Linked DNA regions of Mus musculus: region 2 is linked to region 1. The links are chromatin contacts, called in public Hi-C maps. All regions are on one chromosome and are shown on one strand. Each heading gives the region's core, a stretch centred on a gene start, on an enhancer-like site or on the middle of the called end of the contact. The rest is flanking DNA. Distances are from core to core; before and after follow the strand shown. Region 1 has its middle 87 kb from the start of Manea. Region 2 holds the start of Manea (mannosidase, endo-alpha).

Region 1 (5,720 bases), core at 1,378-3,877:
CAAATATAGAAGTGGATGCTCACAGTCATCCATTGGATGGAGCACAAGGTCCCCACTGAAGGAGCCAGAGAAATACTCAGGGAGCTGAACGGGACTCAGGGCCCCATAGAAGGAACATCAATATTAACTAACCAGTACCCCAGAGCTCCTTTGAACTATATCACCAATCAAAGAAAACACATAGTGGAACTTGTGGCTCTAGCTATATATGTAGCAGAGGATGACCTAGTCTGTCATCAATGGGAGAAGAGGCCCTTGGTCCTGTGAAAGCTCTATGCCCCAGAAAAGGGGAATGCCAGGACCAGGAATTGGAGTGGGTGGGTGGGTTGGGGAATAGGGGGTGGGGGAATAGGGGATTTTTAGAGGGGAAACTAGGAAAGGGGCTGACATTTGAAATGTAAATAAATAAAATATTAAAAAAAAAACAATACACACACAGAAAAAATTTAAAAACACCAGCAATGGTAGCACAGAAAACAAGGGCAGGAGCTGAGATGTGCTTTGGAGGTACAGATGGAAAACAGTAGAGTTTGGTATTCATTAAGAGCTTTGCCACTGTTGCAGTCCCATCTCTGTGGCTTTGATAAAAATAGCCTGACAAAAAAGAAACTTAGAAAAGAAATTTTACTTCATATTACAATCCCAGGTTGTGGTGGTTTGAATATGTTTGGTCCAGGGAAATGGCTTTATTAGGAGGTGTGGCCTTATTGGAGTAGGAGTGGCCTTGTTGAAAGAAGTGTATCACTGTGGCGGTGGGCAATGAGACCCTCTTCCTAACCATGCGGGCGACACTCTTCTCCTCCAGGCCTTTCTGGATGCTGTTATGCTCCCCGCTTGATGATAATGGACTTAACCTCTGAACCTGTAAGCCTGTCCCAATTAAATGTTGTCCTCATGAGAGTTGCCTTGGTCCTGGTGTCTGTTCACAGCAGCAAATCCCTAACTAAGACATAGGTTACAAACACTCAAGGCAGAAACTTCAAATGGCGAGGCATCACATCCACAGTCAAAAGCATAGGGAAATGGATGAATATTTTCTCGCTTGCTCACTTATACTCTTCTCTATTCTACTCTTATACAGTTCATGATGCACTGAATAGGGAGTGGTGCCATCGACAATGGCCTGAGTGTTCACACATTATTTACCTTATAATTAACACAAACCTCTTCATACATAACCACAGGCTAACCTAATGTAGACAACCCCTCATTTAACCAGAAGCCTAACCCTCATTGAGACTCTCTACCCAGGCGATTCTACATTGTGTCAAGTTAGTAATAAAAACTAAATATCACAGCCATCATTAACATTCCTCCATAAGACTGAGTTATGGGAAAGCCTCTGGGGCCACATATGGCCTGGTAGCCCTGGGTGTTATAAGAATGCAGGTAGAGGCCGGGTGTGGTGGTGCACACATTTAATCCCAGCTCTCAGGATGCTGAGGCAGGTGGATTTCTGAGTTTGAGGCCAGCTTGGTCTACAAAGTGAGTTCCAGGACAGCCAGGACTATACAGAGAAACCCTGTCTCGAAAAACAAAAAACAAACAAACAAACAAACAATGCAGGTAGAGCAAGCTATGAGGACAAAGCTAGTAAATAGCACTCCTCTATGACCCTTGAATCAGTTGCTGCATCCAGGTCCCTACTCTGACTCCCCATGAATGATGAATTATGAGCTGTAAATGAAATTCAACATTTCCTCACCACGTTGGCATGGTGTTTCAGTACAGCAATAGAAAACCTAACTAAACCAGAACTTTAGAACTTTAAAAAAAATACAATGAAATAAAAGAAATATATGTTGTATGACTAGAAATCAACATATATTTTGAAAGTCATTTACTTATTAAGAAACTAGACACTGAAATGAGATTTTTAAAGAATTTTACAGTAAAAAAAATAAAAGTGAGAATAAAATTTGAAAGTAAATCTACAAATTTGGAGGAATAAATGAATGATAAAACTTTAAAACATTGTAGGGTTGGTAACAGAAAAGTGATATAGTCAGTGTTTATGTGGGATAAGGAAGAAAATCATATCAAGAAAGGTAGCACAGGGACTGGAGTGATACCTCAGAGGTTAAGAGCACTGTCTGCTACTGTAGAGGACCCGAGTTTGGCACTCAGCATCCACTTGGTGGCTGAAGACCATCTATAACTCCAATTCCATGATATTTGATGTTCTCTTCTGAACTCTACTGGCCCTATGGACATACATAATATAAAACAAATATTTTTTAAAAGTAGAGCATAATTAATCATGAAGTGATCAGAAGAAAAAAAATTAAACATGCTATGAAATTCAAGGATAGAAATATAGAAATTGAAGTGTTCAGACCTGAGTTGTAGAGGAATTTTAATCCAACAGTTTGGCTACTCTGACAAGGGATCACAGCCAAAGACCTTGACAAGTGCTTAGTACAGTCCTTTAATTCTTCTGGCTGGAATACAGACAGGCATTTAATACACACCTCTACTCTCAAACAATGACATCTAATTGAGAGGAAAAGTCATGAATCAGAGAAATATTTGACATAATGAGTCAGAGGCAGAATGTGCCCAACTCTCTCAAGAACAGACAAGAGAAGCTGCTTGAGAGCAGTGCAAGAAGAGAGCCAGTTAAGTTTAGTGCAGTTCAGTTGAGTGCAGTTAAACTCAGTTCAGTTTAATGCAGCTGAGATCAGTTGAGTTTGTGCAGTTCTGTTCATGGAGTTCAGAGGCAGTTTTACAAGCAGAGTAAGTCAAGCAGGAGCCAAGAAACACCAACTTCAATCAATCATCTTAGAGAGGAGTTGCAGCCAGACAGCTTAGTTGAATCAGCCAGCCAGATTTCAGGAAGAATGACAAAGGATGCAATTATTCAGCAGTAAGTCTCAGAGGCTGAAACATTCTAGGCCTAGGTTAGTAGACAAAGGCTGGAAGCTGAATCCTTCAAAGTCTGGGATTGCAGAAAATTAGATTATACAGAGGCTTGAATCTTCCAGCCCTAGGTCTAGGAACAGTCAGATAGAAATGTTCTGGTCTCAGGCCAAGGCATGTATTTGTAAAGCTTAGGTATGGCTCTCATCTCATCTCATCCCTCCCTCTTTGCGAACTGAGTATTTAAATACTACCAGAAGATTGTGTGTGTGTGTGTGTGTGTGTGTGTGTGTGTGTGAGAGAGAGAGAGAGAGAGAGAGAGAGAGAGAGAGAGAGAGAGAGAGAGAGAGAGAGATATTTGAGGATTGGGGAAATTTAAAGTTTATATTTTTTTCTTTGAAAGTTTAAAGATTTAAGCATTTTTTTTTAGTTGATAGGGAGATCTGATTCATGTAAGGTAAACTAAACAGAGCTAATGAGATGTTTGTGAAAGTTCAAAAGATGGATTTGGAAGGAAATCACAAGTGGCTTTAATAACACAAGCTCTTTTCACTAGAGAGGAGAAACAGAGGCTGCACTTAGCAGTTGCTTTCAACCTACAGAGAAAAGTGGAGTACTAGCCCATCTTCAAGCACTGAAGTATCCTGATGAACAGGAGAGTTAGGGGATGGCCACAGCAGCAAGAAGAAAATGGAAAAGCACACACAGAGAAAGGCAGTAATGAACAGGCTCAAAAAGGAACTAATGAAAGTGAGATTGTTCTCAGAAGTATTTAGTCTGAATATGAGCAAACAACAGAAGTAAAACCTAATGCCATTGGCTTCAAAGCTTTGGTTACTGATGAAACACAGGACTTGCACTGCAGAGTGGGTAGGAACGGGCAAAATATGAGGCAAGTCACATTTACAGAATCATCGTCTTTTTCATTTTTAGGTTTTTCTACCTTTGTTTGTGTTATTGTTCAGTGATCAAACTTTTTCATAAGCAAAAGTGTTATTTTCATTCTGAAACCATTTTTGTGTTTGAATAGTTTGCATGGTTTTCATTATCAACTTGAATTACAACTTTTAAAAGTCTCAATGTATACAGCCTCAGGAAAATTAAGTTTCTGATGAATATTTTAATAACTGCACAAAATTTAAAACAACAGATTAATAGGATTAATTCTGGTGTATTTTGTGGATCTGAGAATACAAAACTAAATGAAAAGTACAAAATTTTATAGTGCATGGAAACCATTGTCATAAAACCAAATTATCTCCATGAATACATATTCACAAAGTGGTAAACAAAACTACTCACACAGAAGAGCACATTTTAAATGAGAAAAAAAATCACAGCTATGATCCATTAAGAACAACAGCTTCTATGTTTTTGTAATATCGGGACACTAAATAGTGTAAAACCATCACACAGCAAGTCTAAAAGCAGAGTGGACATGTTTGCATCATGATTCAAGTTGAATGCAACATCATAAACTACATGTCAATAGGCTTTTATGGGAAGAATTATTTCATGAAAGATCCTAGGTATAGCATAAGACTCTGCTTATACACACACACACACACACACACACACACACACACAGAGAGAGAGAGAGAGAGAGAGAGAGAGAGAGACAGAGACAGAGACAGAGACAGAGACAGACAGACAGACAGACAGACAGAGAGACAGAGGGACAGAAAGACAGAGACAGAGAGACAGAGAGAGACATAGAGAGACAGAGACAGAGATCAAATGCACAGATAACAAAGTAAGAATGGAAGTCTAGTTCTATCATCTGAATTTTTTGCTTATCAGAACAATGTCATAAAACTCACAGCAGGCAGATTTTACCACTGAAGTAAGAAGAAAACTGATGTGTAAGTCTTCATGTGCACTTAGGCAAGCATGTCCAGAAAGAACCAGTCTTCCCTTTCACTGAGTTTCAGCAGAGCAAACACTGTGCAAGCCAGTCATTCTCTCTATCTCCTGTAGTTCTCTCTCAGAAGAATTATTCCCACTGTGTAACTGTCAGAAAAAAGTACTCAATATACTAATCTAGAAATACTGATTTGAAGTTGAAGAAAATATTGGGCCATCCTTTAATAATTCCATATCTTCAGATAAAAAGGTTTCTTTTGTGTTTTGTTTGTTTGTTGGTTGGTTGGTTGGTTGGTTTTAATTTCAAGCTGGATGCCATGCCTCTCACACCTGTAGTCCCAGCATATGGGAGACTGAGGCAGACGAATTACTGTGGGTATAAGGCAACAACTGACTATACATTGAACTCCATGTCAGTCTAAGTACAGAGATAGTACCTGTCTTAAAGCAGAATAGAACAGCTTAATGTTAGATTTCTCTCTTACATTTAGAAGTGGGCAATAACTTTAAAAAGACCTCCTATCAGCCTCAGAGTCATGCTGTGACCTCTATGGTAACCTTCTAGATTGTCTATCTTCTAATTCTCTCCTTTTATTTTATCACTAATAACACATGAAGTACCACAAACATTTCTGTTTTTTGTTTTGTTTTGTTTTTATAATTCCCATCCCAATTAAATCCTCAGCCTACCCAGGAAGTAAGTTCAAACTCCTCTATTTTTTAGTTGTTAAGAGTTACTCATGAATGATTGCAAATTAGATGAATGTGTTGGTACCTGCCCATAATCTCAAAATTTGGGAACATAAGGCTAGAGGATTATAAGTTGAAGGCAAGCCTGAGCTATTTATTAGAAGATTTTGTCTGAAAAAGAAAATGAACAAAACCATGATGGTACTTGTCTTAGTTAGGGTTTTATTGCTGTGAACAGACACCATGACCAAGGCAGGTCTTATAAAAAACAACATTAAATTGGGGCTGGCTTACAGGTTCAGAAGTTC
Region 2 (5,720 bases), core at 1,724-4,223, 87 kb after region 1:
AGGCCCCAAATCCAGCTGAGTACTACCAGTAGTTGATGACTGCTTGCAGAGAGGGAGAGTCACATATCCTTGGGGATGTGGCCACCCTTAGGTTGCTCATACCACAGGAGATGACCCCACACCCATGAGTTATCATGCAGCAGTAAATAGAAATCAATCATTAATTGTAGAGGACATAAAGTTGGGATATGTGATGGCCAAATTCTGGACAATGTTGGAGTGGTGAGTAGTGGGTAGGTAAGACTGAGATATAAATACACATGAAATTTTCAAATAAGTAAAAAATATTATTTAAACATTTCTTGAGCTCTATAGTTACAAGAAGTCCACATTTCTATTTTTCCTTGTATAGCCTAACATTTCTATATTTCTTTTATCTGCTCCAGTTATCTCACTCATAGGGTTCCTGTCAGGATGAAGGCTTACTTCACATCTGACAATGTACTACTAAGTAGTTATGAGCCATGAGCAATTATTCATGAGGAAAATATGGGTATCAGGAAAATAATCCAGAACTAGCAGGGGGTGGAGGGTGTATGTGATGACACACTTTAATCCAAGAATCTGTGAGACAGAGTATCTCTGAGTTTCCAGGCCACTCTGGAACTTCCAGGCTAGCCAGGGATACATATTGTGGCTCTGCCTATCAATTAATTGATTGATAGATGAAATACAACCAATCCAGCATATGGGATTGAGCATGTAATTCAGTAGTTAGAACATATGTGTAGCATGAACAATTCCTTGGGTTCTAGGTTTGACCCTTAGTCCAACCTGCAGAAAACAAACAAACAAATACAGCATATGCCTTATTCTCTAAAATACCATTCAAGGTTCAAGTCAAAGCAAAAGTCTGGATTCTCTCCTCACGTCTCTCCTAAAGACTCCTGAGTAGAAAACTCTATTGAAGCAACCCTGCTCTTCTTTAATGTTGGCAATTCTTACACTGTACACTATACCAACTTATCTGTGTACAAGTTTTTGAATATATATATACTACAGCATATATATATATATATATATATATATATATATATATATATGTGTGTGTGATTGTGTGTGTGTGTGTGATTGTGTGTGTATAGGGTATATATATATATATATATATACACCCTAGTGTATTTATACTCTACTAGATCCCAAAAAATATTATATACCTCTGATTATTATTCAGCTTACTTAAGTTTTGGCCCTCCTTTTTCTTACAATGGTAGGTATTCAGCAAATATATCTGTAACATATTCTATTATACATATGCAGACCATATTTGTGTGAGGTGTATAAACAACACTGTAAAAGAAAATTTATGATTTGTGTGAGGTGTATAAACAACACTGTAAAAGAAAATTCATGAAGATTCAATAATTTTGAAGACCATCTAAACAATAGAGCATCTTAAATTTTGTGACAACACATTGCCCCTGAAGCATAAAACAAGCAGTGCTCTTGCAGGAGACAGACAAAGAAACTACTTTACTTAGCTCTAACTAAAGAAAGAGGTTTCATAAGTCCCTTGTGAGAAAAACAACTACCAAACTTCCAGTCAACTGCAGGTGTGTAGCTTCTTAAAGCAAGAAGCTCAGGCTACTGACTACTAACAATGTGTCCTCACTCAAAGGGAAGTTTGCACTACCCCGAGTTAGAAAACTAGTTCTTCTGAAACCATGCTAATTTTATGTTGTGAAAGTCAAGTGATTTCGAATGAATAGTACTACATACTCCTCAAGCAGCTAAGAGATCTAAATAACCCTGAAGCCGAATGTTGTGGATTGTTTTAAATGCATTTGCTCATATTATATAGCTCAGGAAAATGCAGATTCCATTTTAAAGTTATAATTAAATTATAAAGATTCTTCCTGTTTTATTTCATTCTGTTGATGCTATTTTCTTCTAATTTTATGCTAGAGGAAGTACCTACAGTTAGATACAGCTAACGCTCAGAACACACATCTAAAACTTTCAGAATCTTGCTCAGGTCAAAGTGTGGGTAATCTTTTGTACACAAGTTCTGTCCGGCATAATCTCATTTTCCATTTTTATCTTCACAACCGTCTATGAAACAGAACTTCATGTTACAGGTGATGAAACTGAGCAGAGAACTTTTTCCAAGATTTTGGGCTAGTAAACAGCTGAGCACCCTACAAAGGCAAAACACTGTACTGGACCTTAGGTTCCTGGCTCCAGCCTGCCCTGAGCGGCCTCAAGTAGAGAAGTCATACTACAATGACATTTTTTCACTGTGGAAGGTGACTTAACAATGGTTCCCTCGCCTTCCGCTGTAGCTCACACTTAAGGAGAAGGCAGCTAGCTCATTGTGTTTATTTTCTGACCACATACTCAACTCATTGCTTATTATAGGAATAAGAGCAGCAGCTTTGTAAGTGTAACTAACCTGAAATAGTTTCACCAAAACCTACAGTAGTTCTGCATTTTTTTTTTCTTCCAAGCTGCAGCCCACACATTGCAATGCGATCAGACCAACCACTCTCATTTGTCTTTCTAAGCTCATTCCAGACCCACAACAACGCTCACGAAAGCCTCCTTGTAAGCCATTTTCAGTACTTCTCCCACTATATTATCCGTTTATGTCTTTGACAACAACAAAACAAAAGTTTTAAGCTCCGGTCCTCGCCAACTTGTTCCTCCGCAGACAGAAAAGGAGACGGCCACCCTGAAGGGACAGTGGAAAAGGCAGAGCCCGGCCAGTTAAAGGAGAACAGAACAAAGACCCCGGAGGAGGACGCACTTGTCCTGGCGGCCTTCGGGGTCGTAAGCTGGGCTAGGAGACGGCCGGGCGACCGCCAGGGGCCTCCGCTCGCAGGTTCGGGGCTCAGGACCGAGTGGTGATGAACCACCTCAGGGCCAACTCGGGCATCCAGGCAGACAAGGACGGGCTCAGGCGCGGTGCGGACACTAACCTAGCGGCGGGGACCGGCGCGGAACCGGGCTGCTGGGCTGAGCGCGACTGGATTCCTAGAGGCCCGGGGTCAAAGGGCGTCGCAGGCAGGCGGCCCACGATTGGCTGGCGGGCGAGCGCGCAGGGGTTAGCTGCGGAGTCCCTGTGGGTCTCAGTTCCGGGGCCTCACAATTGCTCACCGGGGTCTGGGACCCTGCCTCCGCGTGGACCCACCGGATAAGAGAAAGAACCGTGAATCCTACCAGGGCTGACAGCTCTTGCGGCCGCACCGCTACCCCTCCCAGGTCCCGCCTCCTAAAGGACAGCGCGGGGCGTGGCTCCAGGGGTTGAATCTCCGAGAAGGCGGGGCTTCTGGGCGGACCTAAGCGGGCGGGGCTTTCGGGGAGAGGCTCCGAGTCCCCTAGCTTGTCCTGGAGTCTACTGCAGGGTCATGGTGGAGGAAACTACATTAAGTCAGACAGTATCCCTTAATTGCTCCAAGGAGAAATGAAAGTTCTTTTACACTTTTGCCTCTCAAGATAAGCCAAGACTCTCTGATAGAGACCAGATGTGTTTTGTTTTTCACTTTTAAAAAATCCTTTTAAATGTTACTCAGATTTATAATACATTGGGTATTTCCAAAGTTTTAAAGTTGAAAACGTGTTTTAGTTTATCAAACAGTTATTGGCAAGTCAGAAGTAGACAGACAGATATATTAAACTTCCACAAGTATACTAGGAATCAATACAATTGTACAATACAATTGTGTAATTGTACAATTACAGTAGAAAGAGAATAAGTCAGAAGCAAAAAAAAAAAAAAAAAAAAAATTGCAGCAGAGGCGAGGCTGCATCTGGGGTTTCCATCTTACATCAGCCTCACATACCAAGAGGATTCTATGTTTTGTTTTTGTTGCATGGTAACAAGGCAATCTTGACTCAAGGGGTAGAACTTTCAGATGTGATGTTGTGAAAAGTATTGTAAAGGCTTCCCTTTAAAAAACTACCGGATTATAAAAGAGATTTGAAATATACATGTAAATAATGAAAGAAAATACCCTAGTGATGGCTGCAAAAGCTTAAGGCAAAGAGTCTTGTTTCACTATCACCATTAAGCAGTATATTGTGTTCTTAAATATCTTGCTCTTTTAAAAGTAGGATTTTGAAAATATGTAGTTTCCTAAAAATCCTATCTTCCTGGCTTTGCATATTAAATAAGTGAAATATTTTCTGATTTTCCATGCAAACATGTTTGCTACACATTTATGATTTGAAATTCCTAAACATACAATCTATTTTGCATCAACTAGTTTGCTTCATCATTATAAAAACTGTCTTTTAATGTTTTCCCCAAAATGTCATCAAATTGAATTTCCTTTAAGTTATGTGTTCCCCTCCATCCTGAAGATATCCGCCTGTTCACATCCCTCTGGCTATTAGGCTTACTGGAAAAATGACTGCTTTCAATCTAAGTTCATTTTATTTTGGATATTTTAATTAATTTCTATGTGAAGAAATAAATGTACCTTATGTACAAATACCTTCACTTTGTGCATTGTCTTCACTTCTGTGGTATCTTGATAATCAAAATCCTTAAAGTTTAGGATATTTCTTGTTGCATTTAAGAATATTACAATTGTGTAACCTTGCATCAGACATTAAATTTTTACAATTGACACAAAAATTTGTGGTACAACTTTAATAGTGTTGTGGTAACATCAAGAACAAAATGTTGTTAGTAGCTCTATTCAACATAATACTGAAGTCCACCTTACTGTATCATTTTTAAAATGGTCATGAACTATTCTCTTTTGCTTCTAAAAATCTTAGCTTTAGTTATATGAAACATTATACATAGAAATGAATGAACAATATTGACAATCAGTTAGAGCACCTATGTACCAGACTGTATGTACATATAAAATTTGTAACATCATTTTTCTTATTGATTTTATTTCAATTATGTTAGCTAAAATTGGGTTTTTATACATTTTTACAAATTTTAGAATAAACTAGCCAACATGCATTAAAAGACTCTGGATATTGATTGTATTTCAATAAAATTTTAGAGTTAAATTTATAGAAATTTACAGTTTAGAGATATATTCTCTGGGAAAATGTTATGTTTATAGATTTATATTTGAGACTGGTATGTTCCCCAATGAGTCTTAGTTCATGTTACTTAAGTTTTTGCAGGCTTTTATTACATAGATTCCTCATGTTTCTTGCTAAATTTAAACATAACTTTCTTTAAATTACATATTGTATAGTCTGATCCTCTATGGTCAATGGTAAAATGCATATGACCCTGAGATTAATTTCGAGCACTGAAAATAAAATTCCAGCGGATTATTATCCTAATTAGCCCAAAGGAGCCATGTTCTTATGTGTATTTCCTATCCATAGAGTGGGCTAGCATTGTGATGTGTTTGCTGTACTTGCTGTTACCTGTGCAGACTTGTTCACTTTATAAATGTGATTTTTCTATCTAAATCATCTCTTCTTCTTTAAAACACATTCACCAGACATTCAGCATCATGTCCTATGGCCCTAGTGACAGACTGCTATACTATTCCAAGTAAAATTCAATACCATTTAAATTTTATCATGAATTTTGAGGTGTAGAATGCATTTTTCATTATACAATTGACTGCTTCTAAGCAATTACCATACTAAGTACCCCATTTCCAGCTTTTTTAGCATGAAAATTTGCTTAGTTGATCAAATTAATTTTTACCATCTTTTAAAATAGTCATAATGTCCTGTTCTAGTACATTTATGGTTATTAATAGATTTTCCTGATGTTGAATCCAAGGGAAGGACTT

What was found. Hi-C and Micro-C count contacts between places; a contact is called where the count stands out from the background.
Region 2: a Hi-C map of adipose-derived mesenchymal stem cells shows a contact between it and region 1, with 1.6 times the contacts expected there. The contact joins the promoter of Manea here to the enhancer-like site in region 1. A contact is called at or near these places in 1 of 39 promoter capture datasets (the C10 cell line), 4 of 484 Hi-C or Micro-C datasets (adipose-derived mesenchymal stem cells, reprogramming fibroblasts and uterus) and 1 of 9 other capture datasets (liver).

The regions. Positions count from the first base shown.
Region 1 is chr4:26,256,889-26,262,608 of GRCm38.p6, forward strand. No RefSeq gene overlaps it. Among named protein-coding and RNA genes, the nearest start is that of Manea, 87 kb to the right of the region's middle. Within about 2 kb of position 2,628, at least 17 of the 459 cell types and tissues checked have an H3K27ac peak or open chromatin away from gene starts, as enhancers often do. A contact at or near this core is called in adipose-derived mesenchymal stem cells, where this site is marked.
Region 2 is chr4:26,343,679-26,349,398 of GRCm38.p6, forward strand. It overlaps Manea (mannosidase, endo-alpha), which reads right to left and starts at 2,974. Exons shown (of 5, transcript NM_172865.2): 1 at 2,919-2,974.